2 separate regions of the Triticum aestivum genome follow, and region 2 is linked to region 1. Evidence: chromatin contacts called from public Hi-C data. All regions are on one chromosome and are shown on one strand. Each heading gives the region's core, a stretch centred on a gene start, on an enhancer-like site or on the middle of the called end of the contact. The rest is flanking DNA. Distances are from core to core; before and after follow the strand shown.

Evidence for each region. A called contact is a pair of places that touch in the nucleus more often than the background predicts.
Region 2: a contact with region 1 is called in a Hi-C map of leaf, with 5 times the contacts expected there. The contact joins the promoter of LOC123161689 here to the promoter of LOC100146092 in region 1. A contact is called at or near these places in 2 of 5 Hi-C or Micro-C datasets (both in leaf).

The regions. Positions count from the first base shown.
Region 1 is chr7B:492,550,805-492,556,174 of IWGSC CS RefSeq v2.1, forward strand. LOC100146092 (V-type proton ATPase subunit B 1) reads right to left here and starts at 4,060. Exons shown (of 15, transcript XM_044573769.1): 1 at 3,808-4,060; 2 at 3,350-3,429; 3 at 2,720-2,775; 4 at 2,508-2,606; 5 at 2,265-2,324; 6 at 1,834-1,945; 7 at 1,473-1,678; 8 at 1,256-1,387; 9 at 943-1,080; 10 at 162-312. The coding sequence starts at 3,407.
Region 2 is chr7B:493,106,247-493,111,616 of IWGSC CS RefSeq v2.1, forward strand. LOC123161689 (ent-kaurene oxidase 2) reads right to left here and starts at 2,881. Exons shown (of 8, transcript XM_044579499.1): 1 at 2,599-2,881; 2 at 33-193. The coding sequence starts at 2,743.

The DNA.
Region 1 (5,370 bases), core at 2,810-5,309:
GCTAGAGTGGCGCACATGCTAGATTGTGTCACACTCAGGACTCAGCAAAATGACAGACAATATGCTGATTTTAATCTATAGCACGTCAAGTATATTAGCATGTTAAGAACATAATTGACGGTGCTATATAAGAAATACAGAGCACGCAATTCGCTACTTACCATCATTAGGCATAGTTAGAATGGGTATTTGGGTAATGGAGCCTGTTCTTCCTTCAATACGCCCAGCACGCTCATAAATGGTTGCCAGATCAGTATACATATATCCAGGATAACCACGCCTACCTGGCACCTCTTCTCGGGCTGCTGATACCTACACATAAGCAGAAGTGGGTTACTGACTTGTTATGGCAGCAAGTGCAAATTTATTACAGTTGAGCATAAAAGTTACTCCCTCTGTCCCAAAATATAAGAACGTTTTTTAACACTACACTAGTGTCAAAAACGTTCTTATATTATGGGACGGAGGGAGTACTACATATACTCCGAAATGCAATACTACCAAGGTGGAAATCTTCCAACTTACTGGATAGAGAAAACTACAAAACACTGTTAGAAGCTAATAAAAATGTCAAGGTTCTGTTTTCAACACTAACACTATATAGCCGTTTGGCAGTGGTGTGATGATAATAAAAAACTGAAAGAAAAAAAAGATAATTTTGACACCAGATCACGACCAAACTCTGCCACTTCAGTTTGTACTGCATTTTGTACAAGATAATTTCAAGTTTTATCATTCGGACAGTAATTTTTGCAATTAGATTGATGGATTTTAGTGTGCAAAGGTTATACAATTTTATCAATCCTTCCCTTATAAAATCATTAGTTATTCAGGTCACTGGCAAAACATCAGGACAAGAAGTACTCCAAGGAAGAGCTAACTGATTGGAAAATAAACTTCAATGGAATCATGCTCTAGTTGATGAAATATAAAGGGCAATACCTCACGAAGTGCATCTGCATATGAACTCATATCTGTCAAGATGACAAGAACGTGCTTCCCACATTCATATGCCAAATATTCTGCTGTTGTTAGCGCAATACGAGGGGTGATGATACGTTCGATCGTGGGATCATTTGCCTACAAGACAAACAGGAGCAGAGTGTTAAATTATGTTTTGTTTGGCATTGCCCAAGTCAAATCTTGTTTAGGAGACAACTAAAATACTATCAAGTATAAATTATAGCAATATATGCAGTAACATTTTTTGCCTTGCGGTAGGAAAAAGTCTGGTTAACAAGTAGAATGTAAATACCAAGTTCAGGAAAAGGGTGACCCTCTCCATTGAACCATTCTCTTCAAAATCGCGTTTGAAGAATTGGGCTGTCTCCATGTTCACTCCCATAGCAGCAAACACAATAGCAAAATTGTCATCTTCACCACCACCCTAGTACATCAAAGAAATCAGATCAATCAACAAGCAATGATTTGGCCACGATTGACAAAATGGTCTCTTTCAAAGAGATGGTTACCTCTGCATGCTTTCCTTTCTCCAGCCTCTTGACAAGACCAGCCTGACGACAAATCTGAGCAGCGATTTCATTATGAGGAAGACCAGCAGCAGAAAAGAGAGGAATCTTTTGCCCTCGAGCAATGGAGTTCATGACATCAATTGTAGATATGCCTGTTTGAATCATCTCCTCTGGGTAGGTTCTCTCACTTGGGTTGATAGAACTTCCTGAAATAAGTAACAATACATAACTATCAGAAGTAAAAAATGATTACAGTTTAACACCATTCATAGTTCTAATTTTGTCCTATAAAGAATACTGAACATACAATTAACCATGAGGCTCTTAAATAACAGTGTCCTTCAACTGAGAAAGCACTTACCGGAGATATCCAAGTAGGCCTCAGGCAATATCGGGGGGCCATTATCAATAGGTTTTCCAGAGCCGTTAAAAATGCGTCCAAGCATATCAAGTGAGACAGGAGTTTTCAGGACCTGTCACAGAAGCAGCATACCATAAGTAGGCAACAAAAAGTGGCAGCTTGTCATGTTCATATACAAACAAGAAGGAAGACAATATTATTTTAAATTTCATTCTCATAGTTCAGCATGGGCTTCTCCATGTTATTCAGTTCCAGTGATATGCAGTTGCGGTGCCTCCTTAATCAACAATAAGCATGACTTAACAATTTCAAGAATGAATGTCCTCATCATCAGTTCATCATATACTAACAGTGGCCAACCGAAAGCTTCCTTTTAGAGAGAATTTAGATAGTAAAAAGACAAGAAGAGCTTGTGGATAATGGGCATTTACCTCGCCTGTGAACTGAACAGTTGTGTATTTGTTGTCTATTCCTGAAGTGCCTTCGAAGACCTGTATAATCAATCAAGCCGTTCAGATAAACATAGCTAACGGCAGTCTAAAGTTTACTCGAAAATGAAATTAAACCAACCATATTACTAAATCAAATCAGAACATAAAATGGTATTATTTCAGAAAGAGACTAGATTGAACATTTTTTTCGTCAAAACAATGCAGGAGAGAATATTAATTAACCTGCACAACAGCCTTTTCACCATCAACTTCCAGAACTTGACCACGCCGAGTGGTGCCATCTCCCAATCGGATGTTTACAATCTCCTGGTATTTTGGGCCCTATATGCCATAATGACAATAATGAAATAGTAAGAAAAGGGAACTGCTAGAATAATCCGGTAAAAAATGTGGGAATATGCTAAGAGATGTTCAAATTAGAAAAGCATACACACCTTTACTTTGTCCAAGATAACCAGAGGTCCTGCCACACCAGAAACTGTCCTGTACTCTGCATAAGTAAATTGTTTAGTAAGCACCGTCTTTGTTCGGTCGTCTGGAAAGAATGCTTTTCTAGCAGCAGCACTAGTATGTGCACTTTGACAGTATGCCGTTGACAACAATGAATTGTACTTAGCGGAATGCACCTTTTGTTATAAATGAAGTTTCCAAAAAGGCTAACATTAGAAGAAAAATGAACGATAGTCTAAAATAATTGGCATAGTGCAAGACCTGAAGGAACATAATGTTGCATAGTTAAAAATAAACTGCAAAGCTACAAAAAGCAAACTTCGTCTACAATTTGATTAGGTCCCTCTCTATTGGAACACTATGGATTTCCAGCAAAAGCTCTGTGGCTTTTTTATATTATTATATCAAATGGTCCCTTATCTTGTAGCCTAAGCTCATTTACACATAGTCAGCATCTCAAACTTCCTATCCAAAGCTGGCGTGACAATGCAAGTGCTGACGGGCTGCAATGGCAGTTACCCGACGACAACAGGCAATGGCGCAACATAACCACTGCTGGGCACACAAAACTAAAGCATAAGGAGACACTAAACGAGACGTGTTCAATTACTCACCTATGCCGATCTCCAGGGTTCCCTCCTCCATGTCGGCGCCCTCCTTCACCAGACCCATGCTGAACCCAACGAAGAGCAACCTGCGGAGAGCATCACGAACCGCGCCATCAGAATCAGCAGACAAAGCGATCCGTGCTTCTCCAAACAACGCGCGGACAACCCCGATCCCGCCGACAAAAAAAAAATTACACAGCAAGCTGTCTGCCAATCGCGCCCGCTGCTCCCAATTCAGGCGCGACAACCGAGACGCGGGGCCTCCGCCCGACCCCTGGACCCAGATCTAGGCATTGGGGGCAGATCTCGATCTCGATCTCGGATTCGACACCCGTAAGCGTGGCGGGACGAACCTAGCCTCCCCGCGCGCGGTGGGGGGAGATTGGCTGCCCGAGGCGCGAGGCGAGCGAGCTTCGGCACGGGACCAGGGTGTGGAAGGTTCGAGAGCTGGGGAGGGAGCGTACCTCGGGTCGGGATCGGTGGGAGGCGGCGAGAAGAGGGAGGTGGAGGTGGTGCTGGTGGATCGTGTGGGCGACGACGCAGCTGGGAGAAGAAGAGGCGGAGAGAGGAGGGGCAGACGGGAAATTAATGCAGGGAAACCCAATCGTTGAGGGAGGGGATACGGTACCGCTTTTGCGTGTCAGACCCTGCAGGAATACCGAATTTCTAAATACGCCCCGTGACAGGATCAGACATGAATCAGCCCGCCTCTAAAATTTTATCCTCCTTCAAAAATACTGTGTTCCTGTGTGGCTGTTTTTTCACAGTGGATTCTAATCCGGACTCAAGAATAGGAGGGTGAGAATATTACATTTTCCTTTGAGTTCGCTGTTCGCAAAGATGCGGTGGTCGAACGATGGGAATTGAACCTGTGCATATATATAAATTCACATATATTGAAACACTTGGTTCAGCCGCTTGCCGCTTTTTCAACAGGTCATCGTCGCCTACTCCTAAAAGATACACTACCAATGTACTGTACTACCAAAAATGCTCTCTGCATAATGTCATGTTTTCTGAGACAGAGAGGGGCCGGTAAACAATGTCCAAAATTATTTGGATCCACTTCTTGCAATAAAATAAAATTATTAAGCTGCTGGTGGACCACGGGATGGGATGATATCATGTCGTCACGGGACCATTTGCTCCCTGGCTTATGTGTTCTCCAAAGGCCATGACTTCAGATAAGGGTGATACGAGCAAGTCTGATATGGTTTGGTTACAGGTTCTTTTTGTAAATGTGCCCTAATTCAATTAGACCAAAGCAGAACATATGCTAGCATGTGGCTCTACATGCTTCCCCTCGGGGCAAGGAACAAATTTAGAATCCGTCTTCCCTTGTTTAACCTTGAGCAAACTGCAGAATCCCTTGGTCATGAGGTATGCTGATATAAGAGCATGTATGTTTTTGCGGAAAACAGTTAAATTCCTATAGAAACCGAGAGTTTGTCAAGGTTCTAAATTTAGTTTGTGAGACGTACCTTCGAATAATATTTCTCGAAAAGTAGTAAATTTTGTCAAATAATTTATTTTCGCAAGTACGCAAAGCTTGCGTATCTTTTCATTGATAAAAGAAAACAGAATGAGTGGGTCGGTCCTGATCACTGTGCGGTCTTGCTTGTGTTTGTGCTGTACTCTGGAGCTTCGGCCTCTTTCTCTTTCTATTAAGATCTGGCAAAGCTCTTGTTGTTGCCTGTCAAAAAATAGATATTTCCAGCACCCTGTAACTTGTCACGTTCAAATTCGACAATTCTGTCATTGTTTTGTCTGATTGCGATGTGCTGCCACGTGGATGGTCAGGCTAGGGTTACGTGTCTACCTCCATTGTCTATACTAGATCAGATGTTTGGCGATTCATATTGTTTTGCGGAGTGTCGACTTATACCACGTGGACAACTAGTGCAGTGCGGGGACATTCACTAGTAGAAAAAGAGGCTTCCGTCCAGCCCCATTAGTCGCGAAACTGTAGGAACCGCGACTAATGAAGTCTTTAGTCGCGGTTCGGCAGATGAACCGCGACCAAATGC
Region 2 (5,370 bases), core at 1,631-4,130, 550 kb after region 1:
GAATTATGAAAAAAAAAAGACGGCTTTATTACCTCCTTGGCTACTTCAGAAGAGTTGAGCACAGCTACTGATGAAGCCCCAGTCTTTATGGTGTATATTGGCCCGTAAATATCAGACCATTTTGCGAAGGTCTTATGGGGCTTCTTCTCTTTTAACTGGTGCAGATTTCCAATAAGAGGTAAACCAGGAACAGCTGTATGACAATTAAATTAACCAGAGGAGAGTTTAGTTTTTCCTTGCAGTAGAATTAGCAGTATTAATTTGAAGGGCCGAACTTATATTTGAAACAAGCCAGTTCGACAATTCATCTGCATATATGATTAAAAATTATATTCATGCAAATAAATTAAGTAGGTAACTGTTTTCTCTCTTTTTCTTAGGTATTTTCAGTAAGTATTGTCAGAAGGCGTTACAATCATACAATGATACAGCATATATAAAGTGTGTCGTTGATTATTCTAGCAGGCATAACTTTACTGGGAGGTCATGCAGACTTAAATAAGCTAGTATCAAAAGAAGGTGATTGTTGAACACTAGAATAATCCGCGTCACTAGTAAGGGTCAGCATGTAGTATCTAGGACAATATAACCGTCAAATTTTCGATATAGCAATTATTGCTTCCAGAATTTGGTAAAATTACTGTTTAGAACAATATATTGCGGTAAAACTACTTCTGTTCAGAATGCTCCTGTTTCATACCTACAGTAGCTGCCATTTGATATAAAACAAATAGTAATTGATTTGTGCGTCCTATGCATAACACGTATAAAGCAATTGTGCTGTCATATAGCAGGGAACATGCCTTGTCAAATACCCCGTCCGATCCAAAATAAGTGTCGTGGTTTTAGTTCCATGACACTTATTTTGGATCGGAGGGAGTAGCTATTATCAGATGTGTTTGATAAGCATGATTTCGAAATCTACTGTGACTGAGAGAGGAACCTCTCAACTCGTTGTTTTAACCAGTTGCTATCCGGGAACTTCACTCTCCAGGCCAAAAGTAAATAGGAACCGACAGAAACTGTGACAGTCAAGAGAAGCATTCCATTTCATACCCCCCTCCCGCCCAAATAAAATAAATTGTTTGCTGAACATGTATATGCATATATCACATTTATTTTGGAGAGGACATATATATCACACGAATTTGCAAAAGTTCAGAACAGTATGTGTTCCGTAGGAGTCGGGGAATTCCTTTTAGTTATTCCAAACGGGGCGGTCGAGTGCTTGCATAAAAGCACATGAAAATGAGAAAACGTCTCAAGTTGTTTCTATCGGGCGGATTTGTTTTCTCTTGTTTTAATAAAAATAGTAAAAGTTCACAGCTGTAGACAGCTCAGGAATATAGCTATAAGTGAACCTATCATTTATGACAGTAACATCTCATTGCTTCTTTTCAATCAATTGTGTAGCTTTCCATCTTTGAGCTTATGGAGCACTTTTCCATGTGAAAGTGCCAACCGGACTGCTCACAGCCCATGCATGGGGACCAAAAGGGGCTTGGAAATTGGATTAGAAAAAAAGGGATCTTCTTGGAATGGTGGGAAGTAAAAGATTCTTCATGTTGACATGTTCTTATGTCTAGGGAGTTGGTCATGAAAAGCTAGCAAGGTGTTATTTTCCAAATGACTTGTGCATAAATCTGCAAAAGAAATAAACAAAAAATAGTTCCTTCGTTCATAAATGGATGTCGTTTTGGACATTGACAGGATTTCCAGCATACACCTTTAACCGTTATTTTTTATATGTATATATTAGTATAGAGTTAAAACAATTATATTATGGAATTATCTTTCATCACAAATCTAAAAATACTGTTCCAGCCTTACAGCCAGTTTTTAATATTAGTATAGGGTGTGGCTAGATCTTAGTCGATTAAGACTTAACCAAGTCTTAGTCAAGTGATAGAACCTATAAAAAGATAAAAGAAAAAATTTAAAAGAAATTTTGCACGGAACTTCATGTAAGATCTTACAAATATAACATCGACTGAGACTTGGTTAAGTCTTAGTAGACAGAGATTTAGCAATCCCGTTTTGTTACAAAATTGCAGAAGTTTGACTGCACGCTTTCATACATCTACGAATGGAGATAATAAAAGATAAAAGATATAGCAAGTATTTAAAGGTTTTGCCCAGAATAAGAAAGAAGCATGTATAAGCATTAATTGCTTAAGATTCAAAATGTCTAAATTCGCAGATCACTTATTTGGAAGAGGTGATCATGCTTATCCAGAAGCCTATAAGAATTCAAAACCAATATTTGACAATAAGAAAAAAAAATCTTAGATCTTGTAAATTTGGTTGAGCTTGATCTTGAAGTTTTATGGACTTACGACAAGCTGTATATATTTTTAATAAAAGTTTATAAACTTCTACATGTGCATGATTTCCACGGTGAGGATCAATTCTCACTTGATAAACATCTACTGTACCTGAACACATACAAATAATTCAAGAATATCCTACAGGAACCTAAGGAAAATTGTGGCATAAAAAGCCCAAGTATGGCACGCTCTGCTACATGTATACGAGCATACATACAACATGGGAGAAAACATGATGCATTTAGACGATATTGGGTGGGAGGGTCTTCACCTGGGGGCGCGTTGGTGCGGCCCGTCCCGACGACGCCGGCCTTGGCGGCGAGCGCCGCAGCCGCGGCCAGCCCGCCGACGGCCGCGGCAGCGGCAGCGACCGCGCCTCCTCCGCCGGCCGGGAGCGCCGCAAGCAGGGACTCCATGGGGGTCGCTCGGGCGCGCGCGGCGTGGGGTGGGAGAGGAGGAAAGGAGACTCGGGCAGTGGCGGTGGCCGTGCGTTCGGCGTGCGCGCCTTGAGTTTTAGTAGGACTGTAGGAGTGAGGCGAAGGGGAAAGCGACAAGGGTCGGGGCAGAGGCATATGGGCGCGGAGCGGAAAAGGGATGCCGGCCGTCGCTCTATTTGTGCCGACGTGGGCGGATGGCACGTGGCCAATTCAGCTGCGACGTCTGGATGCAGTGGTGAGGCGGTCAATGTGGCAAGTTTTTTTTTAGGGAGTTATAATGTGGCGAGTTTTATTAGGCTGGTCACAATGGGTAAGAACATAAGCTAGTAACTTACACACTTTTCTAGATTATGTTACTACCTCAGGCTGCTCATACTGGGAGTAACATAGGTAGTAACTTAGATGCCACATAAGCAAAAATGATAAGGTGGCAAGTAGTTAATGAGGAAAGAGGCAAATAGAGTAACCTCACATAGCGCTTTCCAATGCAAAATGAGTCTACAGAATAATAAATAAAGACATCTATGTTACCACATATATGATACTACCCACTATGAAGGTAGTAACATAGACTAGTAACATATGCATGTTACTAGTCTAAGTTACTCTCCACTATGACCAGCCTCATAGTGGGTAGGAACATCTATGTAGTGTCATACAACAATGTATTTATTAGGTTATAGACTCATTGTTTATTGGAGTGTGTGATGTTCTGGTAACTTAGCTAGTTACCACAAGCACCTCTCTCTTCATTGAATACGTGTCACATAAGCAAATTGTATTGGAGTGTGTGATGTTACTCCTAAGTCCTCCTCACTGTGACCAGCCTTAGCATGGCAAAGAGTAACTTTCCAAGATTTTATTTAGGAAAAAATCCATTCTGTTAGCTAAATCAAACCCTCAACTCCCAATCCTGGTCGTTGGCACACTGACTTCATCATTTCCGGTCCAAATCAAACCCTTGAGTCGTTTGGTGCACCCGAAAAGTGACGATCCTGAAACTACATCTCTCACGTCACTCCTTAGGTGGGCCGGCTAGCCTAAAAAATAGTCACATTTCTAACCGATTTGAACAAATGGGCATGATTTTTAAAAACGTTCGTAAATTAAAAAACTGCTTGGAAATTAAAAAAATTATCAAATACGGAAAATCTTCAGGAGCTTAGAACAATGTCTGTGACCTGAAAAATGGTCGCCAATATGAAAAATGTTCAGAAATAAAATATATTCTCAAATACGAAAAATATTCAGGAGTTTGGCAAAATGTTCGCGAACTGTTTTTTTTATTTGAGAAAATACTCGGAAATAAAAAATATTCTGAAATTTTGAAATTTTTTAGGAGTTTGGAAAAATGTTCGGAAACAAAATATATTCTCAAGTACAAAAAATCTTCGGGAGTTTGAACAAATGATCGTAAACAGATTTTTTTGGCAAATTTGAAAAAAAGCACGGAAATAAAATATATTCTCAAATACGAAAAATCTTCAGGAGTTTGGAAAAATGATCGTGAACTGATTTTTTATTGCAAATTTGAAAAAAGCTCGGAAATAAAATATATTCTCAAATACCAAAAAATCTTCTGGAGTTTGGAAAAAATGATCGTGCACTGATTTATTTATATATTTTTGCAAATTTGAAAAACAAACTCAGAAATAAAATATTCTCAAATTTTGAATTCTTTTCAGGAGTTTGGGAAATGTTCGCAAATCTTAACAAAAATTCAGAAATAAAATACATTCTCAAATACGAAAAATCTTCAGGAGTTTGGAAAAAATGTTCATGAACAGATTTATTTTGGAAGCTTGAAAAGATGCTAGGAAATAAAAAATCAAATATTGAATTTTTTTCAGGAGTTTGCAAAAATGTTTGTAAACTCAAAAATATTGGATTTTGAATTTGAAAAATTGTTCATGAATTTGAAAAAAGATCACAACTCAAAAAATGATAAAAAGTTCACAAACTAAAAAATGTTGGTGAATTTAAAAAGTGTTCATGAATTAAAAAATGTACTGGCGGGAACTAGCAATGTCATTTGCATTCTACAATCCAGACAAATATGTTCTACCCTACAGATAACCATGGAAAACAGGAAAAATAAAACGAACCAAATGAGCACTACGAACGCAGTAACCAACAAATCCAACTACAAGAACTAAACAGAACGAAGAACATGCTTCAGATCTGAAAGGAAGGCACTTACCCAATCAGAGCGTCCATCGTTGGCGTTGTGTTCCCTTGTTGGTCACCGCCGCCACAACCATCGTCGCCCTCCATCCGCAGCAGTTGTGTCCTATCCGCGGCACAGCATCACACAGAGTCAGAACAATGGAATCTCCACCACGGCGGCCATTGATCTGGAGCTTTGCTTGTCGGAGATCGAAGGCTCTAGGGTTAGGGTTCCGCTGCGATTTGGGGGAAGAGAGAGCGTGCGGGTCAAGCGAGAGAATGAGAGAGAGAGAGAGAGAGTGCAGTGAACAGGTAAGTTTGGGCCCACATGTAAGGACGGAGGGGCAAATATGTCAAACTGGCAGCCAGTTAGCAGTCAAACAGCCTTGACTGAACGGAAACGACATGGAGGAGTATTTCTATAAGTGAAACTGGTGATC